Regions from separate parts of the Gossypium hirsutum genome. Here region 1 is linked to region 2. A link is a contact called in public Hi-C data. All regions are on one chromosome and are shown on one strand. The core of a region is the stretch at or near the end of the contact, and the rest is flanking DNA. Distances in the headings are between cores, read along the strand shown.

What was found. Hi-C and Micro-C count contacts between places; a contact is called where the count stands out from the background.
Region 1: a Hi-C map of leaf shows a contact between it and region 2, with 2.5 times the contacts expected there. The contact joins the promoter of LOC121215944 here to the enhancer-like site in region 2. A contact is called at or near these places in 3 of 34 Hi-C or Micro-C datasets (all in leaf).

Annotation. Positions count from the first base shown.
Region 1 is chrD04:52,667,859-52,674,669 of Gossypium_hirsutum_v2.1, forward strand. LOC121215944 (pollen-specific leucine-rich repeat extensin-like protein 3) reads left to right here and starts at 5,420. Exons shown (of 3, transcript XM_041090852.1): 1 at 5,420-5,536; 2 at 5,912-6,390; 3 at 6,700-6,811. The coding sequence starts at 5,459. The coding sequence ends at 6,382.
Region 2 is chrD04:52,433,869-52,440,557 of Gossypium_hirsutum_v2.1, forward strand. No RefSeq gene overlaps it. Among protein-coding and RNA genes, the nearest start is that of LOC107898356, 37 kb to the right of the region's middle. Within about 2 kb of position 4,328, at least 7 of the 9 cell types and tissues checked have an H3K27ac peak or open chromatin away from gene starts, as enhancers often do. A contact at or near this core is called in leaf, where this site is marked.

The sequences.
Region 1 (6,811 bases), core at 4,170-6,669, 240 kb after region 2:
ATGTGTATGTAACATCTTTTTATGAGTGTTGTTACAAGGGATGATATATTATTAATATTTTATAGTGCTAGGAGCTCAGGCAGTCAGCTTGGGTGAAAAGTGTTAATAATATTAAGGGTATAATACTCATTCTTTTGCTCATCATTACAGGTGCCTAACACTTTTCACCCATGGATGATATATTATTAATATTTTATAGTGCTAGCAGTCACATACTAACAATATATTTTGTCTCATTGAACTCAAGACTTGACATTATATCAAGCGTTGAGTTGAGTTTCCATCATGGGTAACTCAAATATTATGATATTGTATTTATCCCTAAATTTTCGAATTTCCAACATAGTTATGTTAATCATTTATACCAAATGGTGAAACTTTATATTTATTTGTGTCTTGAAAGTTCACAAGACCAACATCCCCACCATGTCCAATTATCCATTCACATTGATAAATCTTTATTGTTATTATGTTGCCTTTTTTACCAAGTTGTAAAGAGACCTTGAATCCCTTGATGAAACAAGACAACATATAGTCAATTTATGACTTTAAAAACTTATGGTGTGCATACTTAAATAGCTTCACTTTTTCCAACAAACCAAGTGTTTCATATGTTTTTATAATATAGACATATTAGAGGACATTATCCATCAAATCATTTGAATATCACGCATTATATATCCTTCATGGTGGACATTATCAATTACTTTTTGACTATGATCAAAATCATGTTTGTCGAAACCTTTTTTTGAAATTGGGATTTTTATTAAAAAACAAAAATAGGAGTCGCCACCAATCCTTTTTTATGAGGTGTGATCGGATCACCTCATAATTTGATCGTTTTAATAAAAGGTTTGATTTACTAAAACAACGATTTTTGGTCTACAAAATTTAAAAAATGGGTTCGGGAGTCGGTTACGCACGAGGAAAGATTAGCACCCTTGTGACGCCCAAAATTGGTACCTAGTTGATTACTTGATGTATTAGTGTCGGGAATTGAAAATTTGAAGAGAATTTAAAAACACGATCCCGCTTTGCAATAATGTTATTTTTAATTAAAATCACTTGAATAAATCAAAACGTGTGTAAAAGACCCTCTTATCTCGAGGTAACAAAAGTCCATATCCCATAAGTTAGGACACGCCATCTCGAATCCTCGAAAATAAGCTTGCTCTTTATTTAATTACTATTTAAGTCTCATGTGTTTTAATTTTAAAATGGATGCCTGGTTATCTAGGTTCAAGGAGAAAGTCGAACCCCATAAGTTAGGGCACGGCTTCTCGAATCTCCAAATACAGGACATTGCCTTAATTTTAAAATTTCCTTCATTAAATAATAACGAATGTAATATTTAAAACAATATGTATTTATCTTATTTGAGGTATAGTATAAAAACGACCAATTATATTTAAACATAATGCATGATGTAGTGATAATGAAATAATATAAAATGGCTATATGGGTAGAATATTAGAATGATAAAATATAAATAAATAAAGGTATACTTTAATAATAATAACATAATCATAATAATAAAATAGATAACGCAACTTAAAATAAAAATAAATGGAAGATGCATGATCTAAAAGACATGATAATAAAAGGAATAATAAAATAACACAAAAAAAATAAAAAAAATAATGAGATAATAATGATAATATAACAAAATGTACAAATATGAAAAATATAAATTTTAAAATAAAAAGCATAAAATAACACAAAAAATAAAAATAAATAATAATGAGATAATAATGACAATAGAACAAAATGTACAAATATGAACAATATAAATTTTAAAATAAAAAGCAAGGGAATAATAATAAATAGATAAATAAGTAAATAATAATAATAATTTCATGAAAGACTTGATAATAAAATTATTGCAATTTCAAAGTAACTAATAATAAAATAAAAAATCCATGAAAAGGTTGAAATTAAATAAATAAAGGATTTAATTGAAATTTAAATGAAATTAAGGGGTATAAATTGTAAATATTAAAAAAAGATTAATAAGGATTAAAATGTAACGCACTAAAAAGGACAAGAACCGAATAGGAAAATATCCCTTGTCTTTATGCGCACCGTTTCTCAGGAGGACCAAAATGAAACAAACCAAAATTACATGGTAAAAATTAAAAAGAAAAAGGAATAGGACTGGATTGAAATGCCATTAAAAAGAAGAAGGACCGAAAGCATAAATAGACCCCTCAGGTTAAAAAACGCGAGGATCGTACGCGGTTCAGGCCGTCGGGCTCTACTTCAAAATAACGTCGTTTTGGGGTGTTTGGAGCCACTTAAAAACGGCGTTGTTTTGCTTATTTTAAAAAAATTCATTTCAACTTGTTCTCAAAAAACAAAAAATTCCTTTCTTTCTTTCTTTTTCTCTCAACTGCTCTTAGGGCGGCACGCGTGCAAAGAGAGGAGCGGCGCAAATGTTTAAGTTGTTGGGCCAATGGACCGTTAGGATTTTCTTTTATTTTGGGTCATTTAGGCCTCTTTTTGTAATTGGACTTGTAACTTTTATTTGGGCTTGTAATTTTATTTGGGTTGTTTGTAATTTATTTTTGGTTTTGTTTATTATTTTTTATCTGATTTCTGTTTGGGCCTTTTACTTGTTTGAAATTCGGTCTCAGGCTAAATTGACCTATTACAATGTCCATCACCTAAATGGGTCAAATGACATTCATATTGCTATTTTCATACTCACGAGATCTTTAATTAATTGTTTCTATAGTAAATTTCAAAATTTATTACATCTCAAAATTTATAAGAACCATGAAATTATAGAGCATATCTAAGCCATATAAAAAACCACATGCACCATCATAAATATGCACAGTTTGGTCTCGATTTCAAATATATAATTATCATGTTATATATTCTCACTAGAAGATTTCATACCAGAATAGTGATCTTATTATATAAACCAATGTTTTTCACTATTCTAAAATTGACTAGAAAAATTAATCATGCATATGCATATGACTTATTTCATTTTTAGTCAGAACCACTTCTAGTCCAAACTTTATAACATAGAATAAAAAATGTGCAATCATATATAAAACCCATTTAACTTATGGTTATTTAACAAAAACATTTATATTATACAACCATCTACAAACTTTCATTTTTAGCAATGAAAATAATGTTTTATCAATATCATCCAAATGCTAGTTACTAATATAATGATTTAATATATGAATTTATTTGTTCATTTAAATCATTATATTAGTATCATAAAAAAAACAATACTTTTGTACTAAATATTTCACTTACAAATTGAATATAATATGAATTAATTGAATTTAACTCCAACCAAGCATCTATATATGAGGTACCAATACGTACATATGTGCCTTATTGAAAAGTCATAACTTTTCATGTTTGGAAGTTTACTAAATAGACATAGTTATTTGGATTTGAAATCATCGAACAAACATATGTTTTTAGCTTAAGGCACCAATTGAAACATTATTTTCTTGCATTGCTTAAAATTTTCATTAACTTCCTTTCTTCCTCCTTTTCATGATTGTAAAAATATATGCAAATCATATATTATATAATTATGTACCAATCATAACTATGCATGTATATCATGTATATAATAAACTAGAATTTGAGTTTATCAAAAACTAATCCATGAGACACTTATACTTTTTGCATAATATAATTAATCTCAATAGAAAATAATCATAAAATTCAATTCATGCAATAATAGTAAACCAAAAATTTGATGTACATCTCACTGCTACAAAGATTTCTTCTAAATTAATAGTTAGATCACTGATCTCAATATTGTGTCATTACTGATAGCCATCTTCATAGTACCATGATTGTAGGGGCATGTGAACGCACGGTGAATTTAATTTCTCATAATTTGCAAAAATAGAACTTTAAAATTGTTAGTGTGTAGGGATAAATTAAATTTATGATAAATTAATAAAGCTTTCAAGGCGTGTATCAATGCCACTTTCTTTAAAGTTCTATATGCCCCCACCTATACTTTGGTGTGCAAAAGAGTTACTGGCAATTAAACCTCGATGATACAATGAAGTCCAATGACTGTCGATGTGTTGCACTGACGGAAATAGTCCACTTAGCATTGAGCGGAGCATAGCAAGAATATCAATTTCTATAAAGAATTTCTGCAATAATTCTTTATAGAACAAACTAGAAATATAAAAAAAAATGGTGGGAGAGTAAAAAGAAATTTTCTTTCTATGTTTTCTTGGGTGCGTCATACAAATGAAATTGCACTTCTATTTATAAGAAGTCTCGTGTCTCTTCATAGGGACATAACTACCCTAATAAATAGTCATATCTTTAGCAAAAAAAATATAAGTATTCAATAGATATCTACATAATTATAATTATTTGTTAATAATCATGTGACATAACTTTTGATTACTTATAACTTTTCATTTACAGTTATTAAAAAATACATATAGTGAAAATGGTCCAACAATTTTAAGAACATTGAATGGAATGATTCTTAAAAATATTATTTATAAAATTTAATTAATTAAAATAATTAAAAGAATAGATGTCAAAAATAACAAAATTTAACCAAAAAAAAATCATCTATCACAATTTAATTACAACATGATAGTATAAACAAAATTAAATAACTTTTGTTTAGTTTGAACTCTCATCATTTAATTACGAAATAAGAGAATCTTGGCATTTAAATGATTGGGTAAATGAGATCCTTTTAGTATTTAATTATTTAATTTAAGCAAAAAGTATACTATTCAATTCCTAAACTAATCATTAACATTCGTTGGTAAAATGTTAATTTTATATTTATAAATTGTCGTCTACAAATTTACACATATAATACATCATATATCACCTCTACTCCTCTCCTATAAAAAAAACAGAGTAAATCATATTATTCATTACTAAATTAGGGATAAATTTTTGTTTTGGTTACTTAATTAAAGAAAAAAGTTATAATTTGATCACTAAACTATTTAAAAGTTTTTATTTAAGTCATTGGACTGTTAAATTTTTTTTTAAAGTTTAGCTAGAGATCTCCCAACGGCAAGTTGACGATCAGTACCCATCAATAAGTACAAAAACATACCTTAGACCTATGTTGATATTATCGTCAATGTCGAAGATTAATTAAAAAAATTTATTTGAAATTTGGTTTACTTTGTGAAGTCTAAAATTGTTTCACGCAAAAAAAATGAATTATATAAAAGAAAGAGAAAAAAAATTGATTGGTAAAAAACTGTGTAACAAGAGAAAATGATATAACTTCAATATTAACATACTGATATCTTAAATGAAAACTCTTTTTTATTTAGCGACCCATAATTTTGGTGCATTACAGTCATTGTCTAGTAAAATATAGTAGACAGTTAGAGTTATTGTTATAGGTTATAGTCATAGATTATACAGATAAGGGGAATACGGGAGCTGTTTATGAAAGGGTAATCTCCACCCCAGCCCTATGCAGCAACCACCTCCATCCGACATAGCAGACATGCCTGTCAGTCTCCGGCTCGATTCCCAAAATATTCCCCCAAAGGTTAAACTCTAACGCTACATTGATTTATCTGATTAACTCCTTAAAACCATTCTTTCTTAATTAATAACCCAATCTCTACAACTACAAGTCTAGAGCCTTGAGCTATAGTTCTAAAAGATTGAGCATTGAGCACAATTTTGGAAGCATTGCAGAGTTCAATTTTTTTTCTCTCTTGAAATGGCCTTCACGTGCAATGATCACATAACCTTTTTCACCCCTTGGATCCCAAGTCCAACTTCCCTCACCAAACTCACAATGGAAACCCGACCCAACCAACATCCTATCTTCACTAAACCAAACCAAAACACACCCCGTTTCAGATTTGCTGGTTTTTTTTTAAGCTCACTCTACTAATTTATGCTTTTCTCCTCCTAGTACAAAAGCAAAATGTGTTATGTGGGGAAAGCAACAAAGATCTTCATCTTCATAGTTACAGCGTTGGTGGTATTGGGTCTTGTCTTGGGATTCGGGCTGCTTCGTCACCATAAGTCGCACTCACACAAATGCTCCGGTGGTGACTCTTGTCCTTCTCCTAATTTCTTCCCTAACCCTATCTCCACCCCTAATTCGCCACCCTTTTCTTCTTCCTCCTCCTCTTACAATCCTCCTCCTCCTGCCATTGGGTCTAACCAGCCCACCTCCCCTAACTCACCACCTACCTCAATCCCTACTGCTAACCCACCACCACCAGCTGTCCAGGACCCTACTCCTACACCTCCGCCGCCTGACGCTAACCCAAATCCTCCACCACAATCTACTCCTCCTCCTCCTCCTGCAGTGCTTCCAGTGCCTCCCTACAATCAGCCTACTCCGGTTCTGGTGGCTCCAGGTCCTGTGCATGCTTAGACTATCTGGTTAGTTCCATTAAAAAATAAACGTTTTCTTTTTTCTACTTTCAAATTTCTTGAATTAAGTAATTTTTTTTAGATGGGTTGTATAGTGGTGGGGATGATAATGGGTGAGATTTGGATTAGATTTTGATAATGGTGAATTTTGTTTTTTGTTTTTATTCATATTGAGAATTTAGTGATTTACCTACACAACCCACTTTTCAGATATAATGAATTGTGCATCTTGTCTGATAAATTGACAAAAATGGTTGTCGACTCTCTTGAATCTGGTGTTTTATCTTAGAATCTTACTCTTTATTGGATCAAATTTAGGCTGCAACGTGAAGCCATTGTTGTTGATTGACATGGGTAACTTTAACAATGATGAATGTTTACTCAGTTCTGTGAAATGGTTTTCTCCATTGTTGTTGGTAAGGTTGAGAAC
Region 2 (6,689 bases), core at 3,078-5,577:
GTGGCGCTTACATGTAAACGCCGCAAAGTTATTCGTTTAGTCATGGAAAACGTCGTCGTTTTTCCATGTTGTGACTGGCGTTTTATGCCTAAACGCCACAATTTTGACTAACTGGCTGTTAAAAGAAAGCGTTTCTACTTTTAGTTTGTGGCGCTTGTGTATAAACGTCGCAAATGGGTAAATTTAGTCAAGAATACGTCGTCGTTTTTCTAGATAGTAGTGGCGTTTTATACCAAAACGCCAGAAATTTGTCGTAAGTGTTTGGAAATGATATCGTTTCCGGGGTTATTTAGTGGTGCTTATGTAGAAACGCCACAAATTTGTTTGTTTAGTCATGGAAAACATCGTCGTTTTCCAATGTTATGAGTGGCATTTTATGCCAAAACGCTAGAATTAAGACTGTCTGTTTCTTAAACGACTTCATTTCTGTGGATATTTTGTGGCGCTTGTTTATAAACGCTGCTACCAGTGGGTTCATTTAGTTATGGAAACGGCATCGTTTTCTTTCCAGCCCTTTTAGCCAGGCAAAAACCTGATTCTTCTTCAGTTCCCCCAATCCTAAAGCCGAAATCCCTAGCATTCTCCTAATCTCCCCAAACCCGACCACCTTCGGCATCACCGTGATTGTCACCGTCGCCTGCTTCATCACCATCGACGTCTCATCTACTGCATCACTGTCATCGTCACCGTCACCGTCATTGTCGCTCTCCGCTCTCGCAACCACCGGTAAGTTTTAGTCCGATTATTAGAAATTTGGATAAGATTAATATTAATGCATGTTTTAAATATTGTTCATTTTTTGCTTAAATTTTAGAACTTATTGTTGTTTTGATGGCTTTATTATATGCTCGGTTGACATAGATTTTGTTATTTGGGTTTCTGCTGGGTTGCTGTTGTTTAGGTAGTGTGGAATATTTTGGATTTTGTTATTCGGGTTTCTGTTGAGTTTCTATTGGATTTTGACATAGATTTCAGTATTCGGTTGACATAGCTTCTAATTGATTGAAGTTATTAAACTTTTAGCAGTAATTTCTTTTGATTTTACAACTGCTATATTCTCCATCTGTTCAAAAATGAATAAAAGTAATTTATTTTATAATATAAATTTATCTGATATATTTCTTTTGACATATCATTTACTAGAAGCATTCTTTTATATGTATATGAATATAAACTTCACTATATCAACCTGCCAAGGTGTAGTGTACGTTTTGAATTAGGCTTTGGTTCTGAATTATGGATCTGCTTTTGATAATGTTTTCCTATACTTGTTTTATGTACTTTTGGATAAGAAAGCTAGGTCTTTGGTCGCGTTGTTGTGCTTAGCTTGTTGGGTTGGAAGGAGAACGCTATTCTTTGACGTGGAAGGTAAATTTTTTACCGCTAGCTTGCTGCGTCTTTTGCTGCAGAACTTGGCTATTCTTTGTCTTGAAAGGTAAATTTTTATTCTTCTGTTGTAATGTATTAGCCCTAGTTTGATTGAATGAACGAAATTTTCTGAAGGTAAATTTTCTGTTGCAAACAAAAGGTTTTGTAGTTAATCATCTTGCTCTTCGAGGTACTAATATAGCCATTGAATTTAGGCGCTTTTGACATGTATTATGCAAATCCCCAAATGGTTTTAAGCAAGTGGGCTTTGTTTATTTACTAATAGTTCTTTTAGCCAATGCAAATTTTATTATTTAATACTAGTTCTTTTTAAAATTTATTTATAACATATGAATATTAATATAAAATTAAGTTAATATTTTTGAAACATAATGTCTTATTGCTCACGAAATCCTTTGTAAATATTTTAAATAAATATTTTAATTAAATTGAAAATATTTTAAGTATTTATTCTTTGTAAAAGAAATTCAACTATTAGATATTATCAATATGGATGAGTTTCTTGAATGTGACATTGATTTGATACAGGCATCACATGCAATTGTATTACCGCAGCGCATTAATGATTTTTTTGGCTTATTTTGCTATTGAATACTCTAATTCGGACAATGTTTTGGGTGTCATTTGTTAGTCTTTAGAGGAGAAGGAACACAATGATATTTGACGCAAACCATGTTGGACCTCAGACTTCCTTCCGATGTTTATGAAAATTATTTTCTCTATTTTCATAGAAAATAGTTTATTCAAATACAAAATAATTTACAGATCAATGAAAAATAACTTATAAACTTAGGGTATATGAACCAACTTATGGTATGGATTGGATAAGTGTTATGGGATGTTATAAATAGGTGGAATGGTTTGTATTTGATTTATATTACATTGTTGTGATTTGGTGCCAAATGCAGCATATTAGTTTTGTGGATTCATTAGATGATTATATGTTATGTTTTGACATGGAATTGGTATGTTTTGAACAGTTTTAAATGAGGCCAAAAAGATTGTTTAGCCTATCTGGTTAGTTGGTTTGAAACAAGTACCAAATGGCCAAATTTTGTCAAAAATAGGTTTCTAGTCCTGATATCGATCTTCCCTTGTCGCAATGTCAACCAACAGATTGTGACATCCTGGCGTTAAGTGGTCCAGCATCATGATGTGACATTCTGTATTTTTTTAAACTTTGTAATTTGGTCCTTGTTCGATCTTGGGACAACTCTAGAGCTCACGAAAGCTCATATTAATCTCAGGAAAAGTTTAAAATTGTTCTAAATGACTTATATTATGGTAAATAGTGATTTTTTATTCGAATTTACCATTAAAGGTCTGTAATTGTTCCGGTTTGTACTGTAGCTTTTTATACCTCAAACCCAACAACCAAGACGGGTTAAGGGTGTTACAATAAATGCCCGAAAACTCTAAGCAACTGATACTTAGGTTGTTGACCAAAAAATCTCTCTACAAAGGGCATCCCACTCAATGCCTTTGTAGGAAGCAAATTCATGAGGTAAACTACAGAATAAAAAGCATCAGTCCAATAAGGAAGGGGCAGAGATACTTGTGCAAGTAATACCAGACTAGTCTCCACAATCTGTTTATGACGTCGTTCCACTAGTCCATTTGTTCAAACTCGTTTGGACAAGAGAGGCGATGTGTAGTGCCAAAATTCTTCAGATATGGATCAAAGCTTCTAAATTTGCCTCCATCATTCGTCTGAAGTTGTTTAAGCTTAGCTTACAACTGTAGTTCAACATGTGTTTAGAAAGACAATAAGGCTTGTAATGCATCAAACTTTTTCTTAAGAAAATTAAATACAAGTATGAATTGAAAATGCATCCACAAAGGAGATATAGTATTGATAGCCTGAAGAGTAACAAGGGCTAGACCACACAAGTCAGTAACAATGAACTCAAGAGAAGCAGAGTACACTGATTTAATGGACATAAATGGTAGTTTGTGGCTTTTACCAGGCTCACAAGTATTACACAAAGAGAATGACTGTCAACATGTGTTTTGAAAGACAAGAAGGCTTGTAATGCATCAAACTTTTGCTTAAGAAAATTAATCCAAGTATGAATTGAAAATGCATCCACAAAGGAGATATAGTATTGATAGCCTGAAGAGTAACAAGGGGCGAGACCCCACAACTCAGTAACAATAAACTCAAGAGTAGAGTACACTGATTTAATGGACATAAATGGCAGTTTGTGAGTTTGACCAAGCTCACAAGCATTCCACAAAGAGAATGACTTATTCTTGGGAATTGTAACATTGCAAGACTTCAATACTTGATTTACATCATAGAAAAGAGGGGTGACCAAGTCTTTGATGCCAATGGTTGAACTTGAAATCTGAAGTTGACTTTTGTAATGACTCATCCGCATCTGTATTTGTAGGAGTTGATGCAAGCTCAGTGGTGGCAGGTAGGAACTGATATAGCCCGTTTGACTCAATGCCTTGAAGCAATATTCAAAGTGTTTCCAAGTCTTTTGCTTAGGAACAGTTTAGATAGAATTCAAAAAAACACTCTATTATCATTTGCAAACTTTGAAATAGATAATAGATTTTTTTGAATAACAAGAATATACAACAAATCTTTAAAAAGCAAAGTGTTAGAACCAAAAGATAAAAGAAATTCGCCAACATAAGAGATAGTTATAGTATGGCCATTACCTATAACCACCTTACTTGACCCATTGTACGAGCTGCACTTAGTGAAATCGGTAAGGTCATTACTCATATGTGTCGTAGCCCTACTATCAGGGTACCACGACTGGTCAAAAACAACAGGCGGAGTGGTTGTCATTGATGTAACATCGGCTTGCATTATGTTTGAAGCACTTGTAGAAGCTAAGGAACTCTTGGATGGACTAGAAAAGGATTAATCAGTATAATGAGAATGAGGCTCATACCGATAACACTTAAACGGTCCATGATCAGTGTAGCACATGTAGCTGAAGCAGTCTTGTAACTCAAGTGAGTAAATGGCCCAATAGAAGACCAGCCCATGTCCACATATCCAGAACTAGGGTTTTAATTATCATCATCATCATAGGCTGAATCATACCTGTAGAAACACCAACGAGTAACGCGATCGATCTTGCCAAAAATCTAACATTGCGACTGTATTCCACCACCAAATCGACTATGCCTTCGTCTTTGAAACAAATTAGTTGCTCGGTTAGACCGAAACAATTGAGGTGGTGGTTGTGCAATATATGCAGGGACAAACGAGGAGGAAGAAGATTTAGTCATCATAGCAAGATTTCCCGAGAATGTGACCTGAGACAAGTGGGCTTCTTGACGTGCTTCAACATCCAACAACGCTATTGTGATTTCTTGTAGATCAAATAATCCACAACTCATTGTGATTATTGTCACAACATGGTCAAACTCCGAGGAAAGGCTATTAAAAATCGTTGACTGATGCTCTTCCAAAAACACATGTTGACCAAAACCCACCAAACAATCATACAAATGTTAAATTTCGACCAAGTACACCGACATAGAAAGTTCATTTTCCTTGAAATGATGGAGAATATGTACCTTATGGCTTTGGTTGTGGATTGTGTGCCAAATATTCTTGTCAATGTCTCATAAAGTTCATATTTAGAAGATAAATTGATAATCAATTGATTATGTAGCAGATCACTTACTCTAGAAAGGAGCCATGTCAATAAAGTCGAATCTTACTGTTCGTACTCGACATACGTTGGATTTTCAACAGAAACACCATCATCACCAATAATAAGTCGTGGTGGCATAGTAATTCACCCATCAATGAACCGGTGTAATCGATTACTCCTGATTACAAGCAAGACATTATGTTTCCAGGACAAAAAATTACTATCATCTATAAGAATTGCCACTTTTTAAGAAGCAAAGGCAAGGGGTTTGAAGAACTTCCCATTTGTCAATTCTGCTGAGACTGCAGAACCCATGATTGAAGCAATGTTCAACAAAAAAATAACTTTGATACCATACTAGAAATGTAAAAAGAAAAAGAGTAATCTGTTAATCATACTCTTAGAATATAAGGGCCTTTATGTATTTATACACTAGAGGCTTAACAGAAGTTATAACAAAAACGGATAACATAAATGGAAACTACTCATAACTAGATTTAGTTGAGCCTAACTTACAACAATTATCTAGTTACTTCCTCTAATATTCTATAGGTACAGGGAGGGGAACCAAGTAGCTAATAGTATGGTTGCCTTTGTCGAAAATCTCCCTTTACGCCTTCATATTTATGCACCTCTCTATGACTTTATTTTAAAAGGCTCTATATGATGTATGTAGCATGGTTTTGCCTATATTAATTACTATGTAATAGTAGTTCATCACCACAAAAGAGATCCTTACTTAAAATGTTTAGCAACATGTGGGGCTATTTTACCAAAATAATCCAAAAAAATTTATATTTATAAAAATAACCCATGTTTAAAAACAATCACCAAAATAACCTGAAATGAACAATGGAAGCAGAAAAGGTCTAGAGTAGAAGATGATTAATTGTGAAGAAACTAGTACCAATGCAACGTAGACCTGATTCAAGCAGAAGACGACTAATTGTGAAGCAATTAGTATTGAAAATAATTGCATTATTTCTTAAGAATGTTTATATTTTTTTATATCTGTAAATTTAATATAGTTGTTTAGGATTTAGGGTTTCATTTTTATAGTTTTGTGTAATAATTTCTTAGAATGTTTGTATTTTTTTATATGTAAATTTAATTTAATCTATAATATATAAAGTTTGAAAATTAAATTTTCGTGTATTAATTTTACCCAACTGTTTGTAGTTCATTGGATGTTTAAATTTAATATAGTGCATGTTATTTTTGTTTGAAATTTATATTTTTTGTATTAATATTGTAGAATGATTGTATTTTATTGTGTATGTAAATTTAATTTGTCGTGTAGTATTACTTATTTGAATTATTATTTTTAAATATTACGAAATCATTTATTCAAACAAATAATTATTTTAGAGAAATTAAATTACTATTAAAAAAAGAAAAATTTAAAAATAAAAGAAATATTTACAGAATAATTTTAAATTAAGTAAAAATTAACAGAAAAAAATTAAAATTGTAACGATCCCTGGGACGTCCTCGGCGCTGGCGTGTAACAGTCCGGATGCCTCCATTGGCGATGTTGTGCACCTTCCTGAGGTGTTTGATAATTGATCGGTCTGGCATCCGGTGTCCCATCCGGTGTCGTTAGAAAGGTAGAATAATCATTTACACTATAATCGGGAGTTAATTGGTATTGCGTGACCGGAGGTGCCGATGGAAAAA